Linked DNA regions of Mus musculus: regions 1, 3 and 4 are each linked to region 2. The links are chromatin contacts, called in public Hi-C and HiChIP or PLAC-seq maps. All regions are on one chromosome and are shown on one strand. Each heading gives the region's core, a stretch centred on a gene start, on an enhancer-like site or on the middle of the called end of the contact. The rest is flanking DNA. Distances are from core to core; before and after follow the strand shown.

Evidence for each region. Hi-C and Micro-C count contacts between places; a contact is called where the count stands out from the background. HiChIP or PLAC-seq counts read pairs in DNA pulled down with a chosen protein or histone mark.
Region 1: a contact with region 2 is called in an H3K4me3 HiChIP or PLAC-seq map of bone marrow-derived macrophages, with 2.8 times the contacts expected there. The contact joins the enhancer-like site here to the promoter of Chrm3 in region 2. A contact is called at or near these places in 3 of 484 Hi-C or Micro-C datasets (bone marrow-derived macrophages and cortical neurons), 2 of 115 datasets of contacts at active chromatin or transcription factors (bone marrow-derived macrophages and neural progenitor cells) and 2 of 9 other capture datasets (liver and macrophages).
Region 3: an H3K4me3 HiChIP or PLAC-seq map of neural tube shows a contact between it and region 2, with 4 times the contacts expected there. The contact joins the enhancer-like site here to the promoter of Chrm3 in region 2. A contact is called at or near these places in 1 of 39 promoter capture datasets (embryonic stem cells), 12 of 484 Hi-C or Micro-C datasets (embryonic stem cells, stem cell-derived epiblast-like cells, stem cell-derived neural stem cells and 1 more) and 3 of 115 datasets of contacts at active chromatin or transcription factors (neural progenitor cells, neural tube and stem cell-derived neural progenitor cells).
Region 4: a Hi-C map of bone marrow-derived macrophages shows a contact between it and region 2, with 3 times the contacts expected there. The contact joins the enhancer-like site here to the promoter of Chrm3 in region 2. A contact is called at or near these places in 4 of 484 Hi-C or Micro-C datasets (bone marrow-derived macrophages, cerebellar granule neurons and myeloid progenitors), 1 of 115 datasets of contacts at active chromatin or transcription factors (heart atrium) and 1 of 9 other capture datasets (macrophages).

The regions. Positions count from the first base shown.
Region 1 is chr13:10,108,429-10,111,671 of GRCm38.p6, reverse strand. The region is part of intron 3 of Chrm3 (cholinergic receptor, muscarinic 3, cardiac); the gene reads left to right. Among named protein-coding and RNA genes, the nearest start is that of Gm26861, 250 kb to the left of the region's middle. Within about 2 kb of position 1,796, at least 12 of the 459 cell types and tissues checked have an H3K27ac peak or open chromatin away from gene starts, as enhancers often do. A contact at or near this core is called in bone marrow-derived macrophages, where this site is marked.
Region 2 is chr13:10,359,190-10,362,695 of GRCm38.p6, reverse strand. Chrm3 (cholinergic receptor, muscarinic 3, cardiac) reads left to right here and starts at 1,893. Exons shown (of 5, transcript NM_033269.4): 1 at 1,893-2,432. Gm26861 (a long non-coding RNA gene) reads right to left here and starts at 3,217. Exons shown (of 7, transcript XR_001780860.2): 1 at 2,760-3,217.
Region 3 is chr13:10,538,794-10,542,235 of GRCm38.p6, reverse strand. All of the region lies in intron 3 of Gm26861 (a long non-coding RNA gene), which reads right to left. It overlaps Gm36525 (a long non-coding RNA gene), which reads left to right. Exons shown (of 7, transcript XR_873123.1): 4 at 651-700; 5 at 1,501-1,689; 6 at 2,399-2,499; 7 at 2,830-3,032. Among named protein-coding and RNA genes, the nearest start is that of Gm36525, 17 kb to the left of the region's middle. Within about 2 kb of position 1,810, at least 9 of the 459 cell types and tissues checked have an H3K27ac peak or open chromatin away from gene starts, as enhancers often do. A contact at or near this core is called in neural tube, where this site is marked.
Region 4 is chr13:10,209,175-10,212,593 of GRCm38.p6, reverse strand. The region is part of intron 2 of Chrm3 (cholinergic receptor, muscarinic 3, cardiac); the gene reads left to right. Among named protein-coding and RNA genes, the nearest start is that of Gm26861, 150 kb to the left of the region's middle. Within about 2 kb of position 1,608, at least 12 of the 459 cell types and tissues checked have an H3K27ac peak or open chromatin away from gene starts, as enhancers often do. A contact at or near this core is called in bone marrow-derived macrophages, where this site is marked.

The DNA of each region.
Region 1 (3,243 bases), core at 547-3,046, 250 kb after region 2:
GTCTGGCAGAGGAATTGCAAACCCGCTGGTGGACATGGCAAAAGAAACTGGAGTTGGGAAAAACCTGTGAACCAAGGAGAATCAGGACACTTCTTTGGGCACTCTAGGTGGGACAGAGTTGGAGGGGAAATGCAGAAAGATAAATCAAGATTAAGTTTTAAGACTATCAAGACCCTGAGTCTATTCTTCTATGAACTGTGCACTTATTTTCAATATAGTTATACAGTTTTTATATATTTTTAGAATTAAGAATAAAAGGATGGGTAGAAAGGCAATAAATATTTTATTTTAAATATTTTTATTTTAATTTTTTACACTATAATAAAAGTAGATCATTCTTCTATTTTCCCCCCAAGCCTTCTATGCACAACTGCCACCATTGTCACCATCACCAATGACTGTTCTCTTTCAATATCATAGCTCCTTTTTCATTAATTGTTCTTACATCACTTCAAAACATATAATGTATTTTAAAATACTATTTGAAAGAAAATCGGGATAAATAAGCAGATACTTGAATACTCTGTGTGTGTGTGCACACGCGCACGCGCGCGTGCTTTAATTTATCCTGTTACATGGCTCTCTGCACTATTATAACTCATGTGAAATAGGTTTTTCATTTTCTCTGATTATGTACATCTACCTCATTTATATTTTTAAATAATTTCTAAAATGTGAATTTGATATTTTATTGAAACTCATATCAATAAGTTGCTGAATAATGTTTCGGTTAAAGGTCAAGTTTTTGCTTTCTCTTGCATTACTGTTAATTATAATTTTTTTAAGACACTTTGGAAAGTAATCATGTTCTACAGCTAAAAAAAATGAAATAAACGATCAACATATATAATGAAAAAAAAAAAGATTACGCTTAAAGGAACATTGCTGTCCCATTTTCTTGTTTCCAGGAGTTGCATGGTCACTTGATGATTTTGAACTGGAAATTGAGCTGTTATTTTGGAATATTGATCTGACAGCTGTCAAAGAGATGAAGCAGAAATTAGTAAGGAGTCAGAAAAAATGAGTTAGTATCAGTGGACCAAGGGAAAGTAATAGTCTCTGGGTTGGATTTGTAATATGATTTCTCTTATTCACGATTTTGTTTCCCAAATTTCTGTTACCTACAGACAACTAATTAATCAATCAATCAAGAAGATATTAAATGGAAAATTCCACAAGTAAACAACTCACAAGTTGTAAATCAGTTGTAAATTGTACCTTTTCCTAAGCAGGGTTATGAGGTCTCCCGTGATTTTAGTCAGTCCCACTTAGGACATGATCTATCTTTTTCTTCTCAGGATCCATGCCATATGCGCTACATGCTTGTTAATACTTAGCCCTTCAGTTTATCAGACTGACTATCATGGCTTGGCAGTACTTTGTTCAAATGACCCTTACTTTATTTAGTAATAGGTCGGGAGAGCAGAAGTAGCAGAGCAAAGAAGACGCCCAGGCACAAAGCACTGGAAGACAGAGTAACTTGAATGCTATGTGAAATGCTTCAGGACATAGAAGAAAATACATATCGCCTATACAGTTTCGTATTGTGATTAATTTTTTTCACATATCTGCTTATGCTGTGAGCACATCGCATGGATGACCTCTGACCCCTGTACTGGGGATGTAAATGCAAGGCATCGGTTAGCAATCCCTCTCTGACAGGCTCACATCCACGCCTGCATGTCAGAAAGAAGTCTGAGTGTCAGAGGAAAATAAGACTCACCCTGCTTCTCTCACTGGGCATTGCTCTTGCCAAGTTCCATCTTTGGTTATATTTTTATTAAAAGTGATTTGAGTTCCTTGTTCTATTTTTATGCTCCTGGAGAGGGGAAGAGAAAAAGGAAGAGTTCTATTCATGTGTCATAGTTCTAGACTTATAGTAGTTTGCTAATTATAAGTTCCATTGTCTTGGTCTCAAAAGGAATCCACGGGGTGAACTAAGTATAGTCAGGAGTCCTAGACCCCAGTGATTACACAGCTGTGAACTGTGCAGCCAGAATGTCAGCCAGCCTTAGTATTTTTGCATGCCAAAGGGCCAAGCAGAATCATGTCAAACTGTTTCTTGTTTTGTCACAAAAACAACTTTTTTTTGGGGGGGGGGGAGATCTAACAATAGAGCTCAAGGTTACTTCCTTATAAACTTTAGTCTCTTTCTTGACCTCACAGACTGAACTGGGATTTTTTTTTTTCCAATCTGTAGAATAGGAGATAATCTTACTTTTATCTATTCCTGCCTTTCTAGCAGATTTTTTGAGTTCCATGATTTCAAGATACTTTTTTTTTCTTTTTCTTTTCTTTTGGTTTTCCCAGACCAGGGTTCTCTGTATAAGCCTAACTGTCCTGGAACCCATTCTGTAGAACAAGTTGGCCTCAAACTTAAGAGATCTGCCTGCCTCTGACTGGAATGACTGGATTATAGGTGTGCACCACCACTGCCCAGTCAAGATGTTTTGAAGAGACCAAAATTAAATACTCTTTGTATGTCTTGTGTATATGGTAAAGGGATGGCTCTCTGATGTGTAGTTCTCTAAGCCAGAGATTGGCTGTCTTCTTGTTCTCTTCCACCCTGGTGTCCATCTGCTTTTCTTTCATCTAAAGTTAGTTTATTGATCTGTATGATCATGCAGGCCAAAATAATATTCACTCAATCTTGAAACACTTCTCTAGGTCCATATTCTACAGGCTTTACAAGTAATATGAAATAAGCAATTGACCTCGTGTCAATTACCCTTTGGCAGAAATTAATATTAAGGGCTGGAAAGGCAGCTCAATGGAAGAATGCTTTCCTGGCATTCACAAGTAACTGAATTCCATCCTCAGCATATCATGTAAAAAGGTAAGTAGATATGTATATGGTAGGTAGATAGATGAATGGATGCATAGCTAGATGACAGATAGATAGATGACAATAGCTAGATGATAAATAGATGATAGATAGATAGATAGATAGATAGATAGATAGATAGATAGATAGATAGATAGATGACAATAGCTAGATGATAAATAGATGGTGGATAGATAGATGATAGATAATAGGTAGATGATAGATAGATACATAATAGATACATAGACAAATCAGACAAATCTTTTGTTTTGTTTTGCTTTTTGAGTTTTTTTGCTTTGGTTTGTTTGTTTATTTTGTTTTGGTTTTTTGAGACAGGGTTTCTCTGTGTAGCCCTGGCTGTCCTGGAACTCACTATGTAGACCAAGCTGGCCTCGAACTCAGAAATCTGCCTGCCTCTG
Region 2 (3,506 bases), core at 644-3,143:
TTCAATGTGTGGTTTGAATATTTGTTTTGAAACGTGGAAGAACATGTGAAGACAATAATCATCTTACCAACTGAAAGGGACGGAAACAAGAGTCTGCTATAGGATTACTGCTTCCCACCTCAGCACCCAGCATGCAACTCACCTGAGAGCAGCCACAGGCCTCCTCATTAGAAATTTTCTTTTGACTTGAATTCCCTCTAAGAGCAATTTAGTTGTGTTTCCCTTAAGGACTGTTCTACCCAGGAAAGACAGTCATGAAAGGAAGTGCCGTACTAACTATTCTATATTCCTTGACAAAATTTCCATATCACATCTCTCTCTTCTGTTTTCCTTCTTGCTCTAAATAGAACCAAAAATAATGTTGCTTCTTTTTAAACTGTGAAGTTTTGTTTCCTGTTGTGCACACCTGTACTCCTTCTCTCTTATTCCTCTGACCTCCTGCTTCAGCCTTACCTCTCTCTCTCCTTTCTTCCTTCTTTGCAGTCCCCCTTGTCTCTTCTTCCCAAAGACACTGTTGCATTGGTCCACTCTTATTTATTTATTTAGAGATAGGCTGTCTGTATGGCCCAAGCTAAACTTGAACTCATGGGCCATCCTGTCGCAGACTGCCAAATCCTAGGGTTACAGGCGTGTGCTTTTATAAGAATGTTATATCATCATTTTTATCTGTGTTTAGGAAAAGCCACATACTGCTGCAGCAGCAGCCTCCTTAGTATCTAGTACTTTGTTAGAGCTCGCTACTCTGTCCTTATTTAGTTACTTGACATTAGTCTATAGTAAGTAATCCCCCTTTCTCCCAGCTTCACATTCCTCTGGAGTTGTATATGAATTTAAAAGCCTGGCTAGGTTTGCCAGAAATCCCACCACATGGGAAGAGGGGGGAAGAAAGATCAAGATGGGAGTTCAAAGCAGACCCCAGGGAAGAGGAGGGCTAGAGAAGCAAGAAACAAGGAAAGAAGGAAAGAGGGAGGGAGAGAGAGAGGAAGAGCAGGAAGGGTCAGGGATAAAGAAAAAGAAACAAAGAGAGGAAGGAAGGAAGAAGGGAGAGGAAGGTAGAGAGAGAGAGAGAGGGAGGGAGGGAGAGAGAGAGAGAGAGAGAGAGAGAGAGAGAGAGAGAGAGAGAGAGAGAGAGAGAGAGAGACTAGTGAGACTGTGGTTTAATTTTCCTGGCTGAAAAAAAAAAGTGTGCACACATGTGCATATGCACGCAGACGCGTTCTTTTCAGCAGTGCTTCTCTAATTTCTCCTAAAGTGTAAACTTCTGGGGAGCAAAGCTGCCCTGTCCTCTGCTACTTCGCTCTGCATAAACAAACGCTCTTTAAATCTCAAATCGTACACGCACCATACTGTCCCCTTGAGAAAGGTTGCCAGCCGGCTCCTTTATTTTCTGGAGCTGAGGTTCACTTGTCCATAAGTTCAGTCCAAGAAATCGCATTCTTCATACCCTTCTAAGCAATTGAAGGAAACCCACTTCAGACTTCAAATGGAACACGGAAACATCTGATCAACATCAACCCTTGAAACACTGAGCGCAAATAGGGAGCACGTGAGGCCACGCTGGGTGGGTGGAAACTCCTCGCCCAGGTTCTGTGCCCGGCCTCTAGCGATCCTATCCGAAAAGTACCCAGGATCTCCCTGGGCTGGTTTCCCTCGCCCCTGCCAGGCGGAGAATACAGCCAAGCCAGCACGCGGGGAGAAGCGAGGAGCCCGCGGTGCCACTGGGCATGCTCAGAAACAGAGCAGGTTTAGGGCTCCAGCAGGCAGCTAGTGAGTTACACTGAAAGAAGAAGGACTAGGAGGAGGAGGAAGGGGAGGAGGACGAGGGCAGCAGTAGCCACGATCGCCACCACCAGGCAGAGGAAGAGTTCATGAGGAGGGACAGATCTCCTCCCACTTGGAGCGCCTTCTGTCTGCTTTTGGAGAAAAGAATAAAACATATACAAAGAGGCAGAGAAAAGGAATGAGAAGTGAGAGAGCAGGAGGGTAAAAAAAAAAAAAATTAAGGCGAGATCAGAGAGGGCTGGGGTGGGCAGGGGCGCGCAGGACGCGGGGGCGGACTAACCGAGCCCCAGTGCGGTCGCCCGGGCAGGTGCCACGGCTGCTGCCGAGAGGCGGCATGTGACGCGCGGCCGCAGCTGCCCGCGGGCGGAGCGCGCTCGGACCCGGGAGCGCAACCGCGGGCCAAGTCGGCTGCAGCCGGGAGCCCCGCACTCGCGACCGGCCGGGAGGAGCCCGCAGCTGCGCTTGCACCCAGAAGCCGGGCGATGCAGACAAGGGCGGCTCCGAGGCACGAGCGAACCTGAGGACAGTCGCTGTCTCCGAACTCCCTGCTGCGAGAGACCGAGGTTCGGTAGAGCGGACTGGACAGTCCGGGAGATTCGGGGAGGCGCGGAGGACTGGAGTGGGACAGCCACCTGGAGCACGGCTGCCAGGTAAGGACGTGCGCTGCTCGCTACCGCGCAGTGCAGAGAGGCTAGCAGCGAACCTGACCCGGTTTCTTGCCTTATCTGGTGGTGAAATAAGGGGAAAAGTTTTCTGCCTCCGTAGGAAATTTGTTTGCTGGTGGAGTTTAAAGGAAGGACTGAGGAGGGACGAAGAGAGGTGGTTTTGTCAATCTAGGGGAACAGGAACTGGATATCTGTCTGGTGAGGAGTTGGAGCGCAGGGACGAAGGGTGGAGAATGCGGAGGTGGCACCCGAGCGCCTGGGAAAGACAGGGGCAGGCGGTCAGTGGCCAAGAGAGCACCCCTGTCAGCTCACCCGGATCCCTTGGGCTTCTTTTTTCTCTCTCATAGGCAGGATCCAAAAGCGAAGAAGGGAGCGCCAGAGCTGTTTGTCTGGGCTCCTGTGTGCTGGGTCCTCTGTGGGCCTTTCAATACCGTTTTAATTTTTTTTTAGGAAAGCTAAGTCAGATCCCTGCCAACCTTGCAGCGAGGGACGACTCTTGGGGTCACTTTTCTGGAGCGAAAAGGCGGTTTTCATTCCACGCCTGGTGACCTGGGAGAGGGTACTGCGCCAGGGCGCGAGTCTACTCTGGCTCAGCCAGAGCTGCTAAACTATACCGGATCTCTTCTCCGGAGTCTTCCCGCTCCTTTCTGGCACAACCTCGTTTCTGTGCGCAGCTTGTTTCTATGTGGTGGTTTTTAAACCGCTGAGGTCAGGGAGATGGTTGACCCAAAGGGGTAGAATTCACTTGTCCACTCCACGCTTTGAGTATTGGAATTGTGACGCTGCCTTGTCTGCCGGTGTGTGAGACTCTCCTTGCACGCAAGGGTTGGAAGTAAGAGAGGAAAGGAGCATTGGGGACTCGCATCCATATGGATGCATTTTTCAAAACCGCAGACCTTGTTTTGTGGATAAGTGTTTTGAACCTGTCTGAAGTCTGTAAGCATATATGCCACCATCCACCCACCCGACTCCACTGATATTCTTGACAGGGTTTTGAAAGGGTGGCAGACTCTGCTGTTAGGGAAACTGACCACTTCATTGTGAGCTTTCAACAGATCT
Region 3 (3,442 bases), core at 561-3,060, 180 kb before region 2:
CTACAGAATCCTGGCACAGGTTCCAGCCTAGTCAGCTACTGTACAGATTAACTTAGCCTTACTTTAAAACACAAAAAACAAAAAATAAAACAAAAACCAAAAACCAAAAACCAAAACAAAAACAAAAAAAAAAACAAAACCCGAAAAACAAACAAACAAAAAAAAAACCCTTATGTTAATCATGTTGTTAAATTTTTTTCACACATTTTCCCTTTTCTGGAAAATAGCTCTTGATCTGATAATATATCTAGATTACAGATTCTCCTCCTTCTCCTCCCAGCCCCTCCCCTCCCATCCAAATCCACCTGCTTTCTGTCTCTCACTAGAAACCAAATAGGAACCTAAATAGATAATAAGGAAATAAAATAAGAGGAAACAAAAGCCAGTGCATCCGAATAGAACAAAGCAAACAGAAGAAAGGGGGGCCAAGGGAGGGCACAGGAAACATAAACACAGAGACCCACCCACTGGCATATTCAGGAATCCTATGAAAACATAATATGTGTGCTAGAACGCTCTGCCTCCTCTTCTGCAGAGTTCCATGAGCCCTGATAGAGAGATTTGATGGAAACATTGGTTTAGAGCTGAACATTTCTGAGGTCTCTCATTCTCTGTATAACATCCGTCCATGGGTACATTTTTTTTTTCAGCTGCTGAAGGAGGAAGCTTCTATGACAGCTGCTAGGCAAGGCACTGATCTGTGAGTATAGCTTTAGGAGTCAACTCCATTGCTACTTATATTTTATTTATTTATTTTAGAGCAGTAGCACTTGGTAATACCTTACATCCTTGGGCTTCTAGTCTCAAGTTTTTGGTCACCCAAGCAATGTCAGATATGGGTTCTATCTCATGGAGTGAGCCTTAAGTCGAATCAGATATTTTTCGTCAAACTCTTAATGTTTCACACAAAGCTGAAACAACTGTGAAAGACTCAGTAGATGATTTTGAGCCTATGCTGGACAATGAAAAATGTCTCAAGCTCTTTAACACAATAAATGGTCTTACATCTTTATGATCAATAATGGTGACCAGAAAATAAGGACAAAAAATCATCCTGCTAATGTCTATGGAAAAGCTAGCCGAAGATTTTTTTTTAACCATGGTTTTCTTGTCTGTTCTATTCCTCTAATAAGGACAGAAATGCCCAAACTCTTCTCTTAACTATGCCCTCAGTAAAATTATAATAGCACCAATGATTTCACTTTTAGATATTTACAAATATTCTCTCTCCCACATAGAATGCTCCAAGAAAATCTGCTATCACCAAACAGTTGTCTCGTGCTCTGGACCTTAGCCATCTGTGAAATTTTACTATGGGCCCCTTAGAGGGACCATCCTGTGAGGCACTATTGCAGTTGATCTTCCTACACTGTCCCTTTTGTCAGCCTGAAGCCATTAAGACAGGTCCATGCCCACAAACCCTTAAGAGCAGGTTGTCTGAGAGGGGGACCAATCACAGGCTGCGGTACATCTAACTCATCCCTCCTCTTGCTGCTCCAGGCGTGCTTTCAGTACTCAGAACTCGGCCATCTGGACTGAAGCCTTCTCTGCACCAATTATCACCTCTGCCCCATCAGCTCTCTCTCAAAATGCCTTCAGGAAATTTCAGATCAGCTGACCATCTGTCAGGACCAACTCGATCTTTTGGCTGCTGCCGTTCTGTAGAACTAGACCTGACTACTGCTCAGGGTGAGACTTGTACCTGCCTCCATAACTGTTGCTGTTTCTGCACCGAAGGATTTTAGCTGGTTTGAAATGGGTCCCAAAGACACAGGGACCAGACAAACAATTCACCCTCCTATGTATGACCTTTGCATTCTCTCCCACTCTGGCTCCGCCCCCTGGTCACTTCCTCCTTCCTTCTTAACCAGACTCTTGCGTTTTTCCTCTGTGTTTTCAATGTTTCACATACTGTACTTCCCCTTACACCTGAACAGAATGTTCCACATACAATCTCCTGACTCTCACTGTACAACAGCTTCATTTATTCCTCATACAAACAAAACAAAACAAACAAAAACTGATAAAAAACAACAAACAAACAAACCCTCTCAAATGCTATGGAGAAAGTCTGGTTGCTAAGGACCTTTATCTCTTTGACCTGGGGTGAGATATAATTCTTTACCTGGGTCCTCTATTTTTCTCCTGTTCCCTTCCTTTAATGCTCCGTAGTTCCGACACTTCTCCTGACTCACTTTGGTGCTGTACTCCTGGCAGGAGGACTAGTCACTCACACCCTCAATCAACGCCACACTTACTTCTTCTCACCCGCGCTCGCTCCCTACCTCTGCCTCTCCTGTCTCTCTGCTCTTTCCCCTCCTCTCCACCTTGTTTTGCTCTGTGACCAAATTATCTGTTTCCATACCTTTACTAATTATTTCTCAAATGTTTCTCCAAGGATACGTGACAGCAATGGTGTGATCCATCACAGAAGGTCAAGTTAAAACTCTCCTCCTAATAAAAGACCAGAGGACCCCCTCTTCCTGACCCCCTGAACAGGTATACCTCCTCCTTATAAAGACCCTTCTCAGCAAAAAAAAGGCTATGAGAAGATCGACGCTTCCACTCCATTTTATAACTTTTATAGGGTTTGGAACTATAAAGAGCATCTATTGTAAAAATAGAGTTCTTATGAGGTTATAACTGCCCTTGCTCAAACCATTATCAGCATGTCAGCCTGTCTCCCAAGATAGCCTGCCTTAACAGAGCAGACGCTACAAGGAGGGAGAAACTGTAAGCTTACACATAGGCAGTCCCGGCCATTGTATTTAACTTCTCATTCCGCAAACCTCCTATGCATACTCCAGACTTCCTCTTTCCCTTTCGCAGGCATCCCTTTCCTGTGGGAGAGTGTCTCTTCTTCACTGTTTTGAAGTGAACAGTGCCTTCTGCTGAAATCACACTGGTCACTTTCTGCCTTCTGCCTCTCTAGGCTGTCTGAGGCATCTAACTGTTTCAAAGCCACTGCATATCCAGTTCCGCGCACTTCATCTTGATCTTTCCACTCATGGTTTTAAAGATTTTATTTTAAATTATCTGTGTATGTGTGGTCTGTATGGGTATGTGCACCTAAGTGCAGTTGCAGACAGCGGCCAGGAGGGGGTGACAGATACTCTTCTACTGATGCTAAAGGTGCTTGTGAGCCACCTGACCGGCTTCCTGAGAACTGAATGTGAGTCCTCTGAAAGAGAGCAACTGCTCTTAACTGTGTGTCATCTCCCCAGCTGTCATGGCTTTAAAGCTACATCTTAGAGTTTCTATTGTATAGGCAAAATACCATTAGACACAAAAAACTTTCTGCCAAGACACTGTGAATTGAACCCAGATTTCAAAAGTTATCTGACAAGCAAATATTTTTAAATGCAACGTAGGTATTTTTTAATCTAAAATAAATATGTGCACATTTATTTGGATATTTTATAATTCAAAAAATAATTGTTCA
Region 4 (3,419 bases), core at 359-2,858, 150 kb after region 2:
GTGAGATAAACCTCACATGTACCCAATATGAGTCCTTGACCAGCACCCCACACAATCCAACATTTTCAAATCTTCAATCAGTGAACATGGATGGTAAACTAATCCATGTCCTCTGACCTAGAAGGCCTTCCCCTTCTCTTCTACCTTGATTATGTCTCATCACACTTAACATTCTGATCAAAAATGCCTTGTGAAAGAGTTCCGAGTCACCTGAGTCAGTCCCTTTGTTTATTTTACTATCTAGTAGATAAAATGGAATAATGCACTCTTTGTATGTTTGTCCTGCTGTAATAAGTAACCCAGAGTAGAGCCATTCACAGTGTAGGGGGAGCAGGGGAAGGGGGAGGGGATAGGGGATTTTTGGAGGGGAAACTAGGAGAGGGGATAACATTTGAAATGTAAATAAAGAAAATATCTAATAATAAAAGGAAAAAAGGAGGGGATTCGTTAGTTTTGTACCTAGAAATTTCCAAGACATCTACCAATGTTCCTTTACCAACACTACCTTTCTTTCTCCTTATGCTTACTGGACCACTAATATAACCCTCCCCCACCCCTGCAAGACTCTTTCCCATCACTTTCCCTTTAAAATCCTTTCCATAAGTCTATGGGTTTTATAGTCTGTGAAAAGGTCTTATTAACTAAGCACTCTATCTCCATATTCTCAGTCTAGTAGAAAGGCACTAATAAATAGCAAAAGCTCTGGACTGGGTCATGATTGTAGAGTTTCATCCCTATTAGATGATATCTAAAGCAAGTATTCCATAAGGGCTTCCCACAGGATTTTTCAACAATCACTTGAAAACTCATTCTAATATTTTTGATTAGTAATGACTTGAGTTTCTGTTAAATTTGACCACATAAAGCACAAGTCTCCTAACTACTTCATTATTAAATCAAAAATATTTTTGTTGGATTCCAACAATGCCCTGTTTAGCCACTATATCAGACTTAATATTGAAATTTTGAAGAGCTGATTTTAGATGTGAAATGTCACTCATGACCTTTCAGGAAAGTATAAAGATAATTTCAGAGGGGTGTAATGGTTTTGCCACAAAAAAAAAAAAATAGAGGTTTCTGATGTCTGTAGGACGATGACCAACCTTTCTTCTATCTGGATTGATTCAATTGGTAGCACATCATTAGAGTACCAGGGAACCTGTACCAGATCAGGGTGTTTTTCTTATAAAAGATTTCTACAAAGGCAGGGGTGATAGCACAGTAGAGGAAATCACAAGAACCCAAGTTTGAATCCCCATCCCTGCTAGCTACCTAGGAAGGCAGCTGTGGTCACATACTTGCCTGTAGCCTGTAACATCAGGCCTGCAGGTTCTGAAACAGGATTGCTAAGGCTGCAAGCAAGTCTCAGCAATCCAGTTCAGTGAGAGTCTGTCTTATGGAATAATGCAGAGACTGATGGAACAGAACACCCCCAGTGCACTAGAAGATACACATCTGCATAGGACTACAGTCAGTGCACTTGTAAAACACACCCCAAAACTGTTTCTAACTTTAAATAGACATGAAACCAACATAGTGGGGGCTCTCTTTGTGGTGACTAATTCTGTGGAGAGCTAAGTAGACATTGGACAAGAGGCTATTTATAGGAAACTAATTTAAAGTAGAAACAAAGAGTTGTGAGAAATGAGGATATCCTGCATTTAAAGAAGTAGAAGTAGAAGTAGAAGTAGAAGTAGAAGTAGAAGTAGAAGTAGAAGTAGAAGTAGAAGTAGAAGTAGAAGTAGAAGTAAAAGTAAAAGTAGAAGAAGTAGAGGAGGAGGAGGAGGAAGAAAAGAAGAATGTTGGAGTAATTTACTATTCTGGGACATCCAGCTGCTGTTTGAGCTAAAGCATTCCTCTTTAGCATGAGCATGGTAATAGACAGGAAATAGATCAAAACCATGGTAAGCTTCCTGGAAGCCAGCTCTGCAAAGATTTAATAGCGGGGGGGGGGGAGGGAGAATGAGTGTGTGTGTGTGTGTGTGTGTGTGTCTGTGTGTGTGTGTGTGTGTGTTGAGCTATGAGCTAAATTCTTAGCAGTCTTTAATATTTCTCACTTTACTCAATTGGACTGAAGAATTACAAATTGAATAAGCTTGCCAGAAAGTGGATCTCTGCCCACATTATGAAGAGCAGATAAAGCAAATTGAAATCAGAGTTTAAAATTAATTTTGCAAAATAATGACCATTTTAGTTAAACATTGAAAAATAAGCCAGAAGTCTAATGTCAAGTAGAATTTTTTTTAAATTAGGTATTTTCTTCATTTACATTTCCAATGCTATCCCAAAAGTCCCCCAAACCCTCCCCCCTCAACTTCCTTACCCACCCACTCCCACTTCATGGCCCTGGTGTTCCCCTGTACTGAGGCATATAAAGTTTGCCAGACCAAGGGGCCTCTTTTCCCAATGATGGCCAACTAGGCCATCTTCTGCTACATATGCAGCTAGAGTCAAGAGCTCCGGGGGGGGGGGGGTACTGGTTAGTTCATATTGTTGTTCCACCTATAGGGTTGCAGATCCCTTTAGCTCCTTGGGTGCTTTCTCTAGCTCCTCCATTGGGGCCCCTGTGTTCCATCCAATAGCTGACTGTGAGCATCTACTTCTGTGTTTGCCAGGCACCGGCATAGTCTCACAAGAGACAGCTATATCAGGGTCCTTTCAGCAAAATCTTGCTGGTGTATATAATGGTGTCAGCGTTTGGAGGCTGATTATGGGATGGATACCCAGGTGTGGCAGTCTCTCCATCCTTTCGTCTCAGCTCCAAACTTTGTCTCTGTAACTCCTACCATGGGTGTTTTGTTCCCAATTCTAAGAAGGGGCAAAGTGTCCACACTTTGGTCTTCGTTCTTCTTGAGTTTCATGTGTTTTGCAAATTGTATCTTATATCTTGGGAATTCTATGTTTCTGGGCTAATATCCACTTATCAGTGAGTACATATCATGTGAGTTCTTTTGTGATTGGGTTACCTCACTCAGGATGATGCCCTCCAGGTCCATCCATTTGCCTAGGAATTTCATAAATTCATTCTTTTTAATAGCTGAGTAGTACTCCATTGTATAAATGTACCACATTTTCTGTATCCATTCCTCTGTTGAGGGACATCTAAGTTCTTTCCAGCTTCTGGCTATTATAAATAAGGCTGCTATGAACATAGTGGAGCATGTGTCCTTCTTACCAGTTGGGACATCTTCTGGATATATGCCCAGGAGAGGTATTGCTGGATCCTCCATTAGTACTATGTCCAATTTTCTGAGGATCTGCCAGACTGATTTCCAGAGTGGTTGTACAAGCTTGCAATCCCACCAACAATGGAGGAGTGTTCCTCTTTCTCCACATCCTCAAATGTGGACTACAAAAGCTACACAGCTTCTGGGGCAGACCCTGTTTCAGGCCTTCATCTTCTGCCAGGAGGCAGGTCT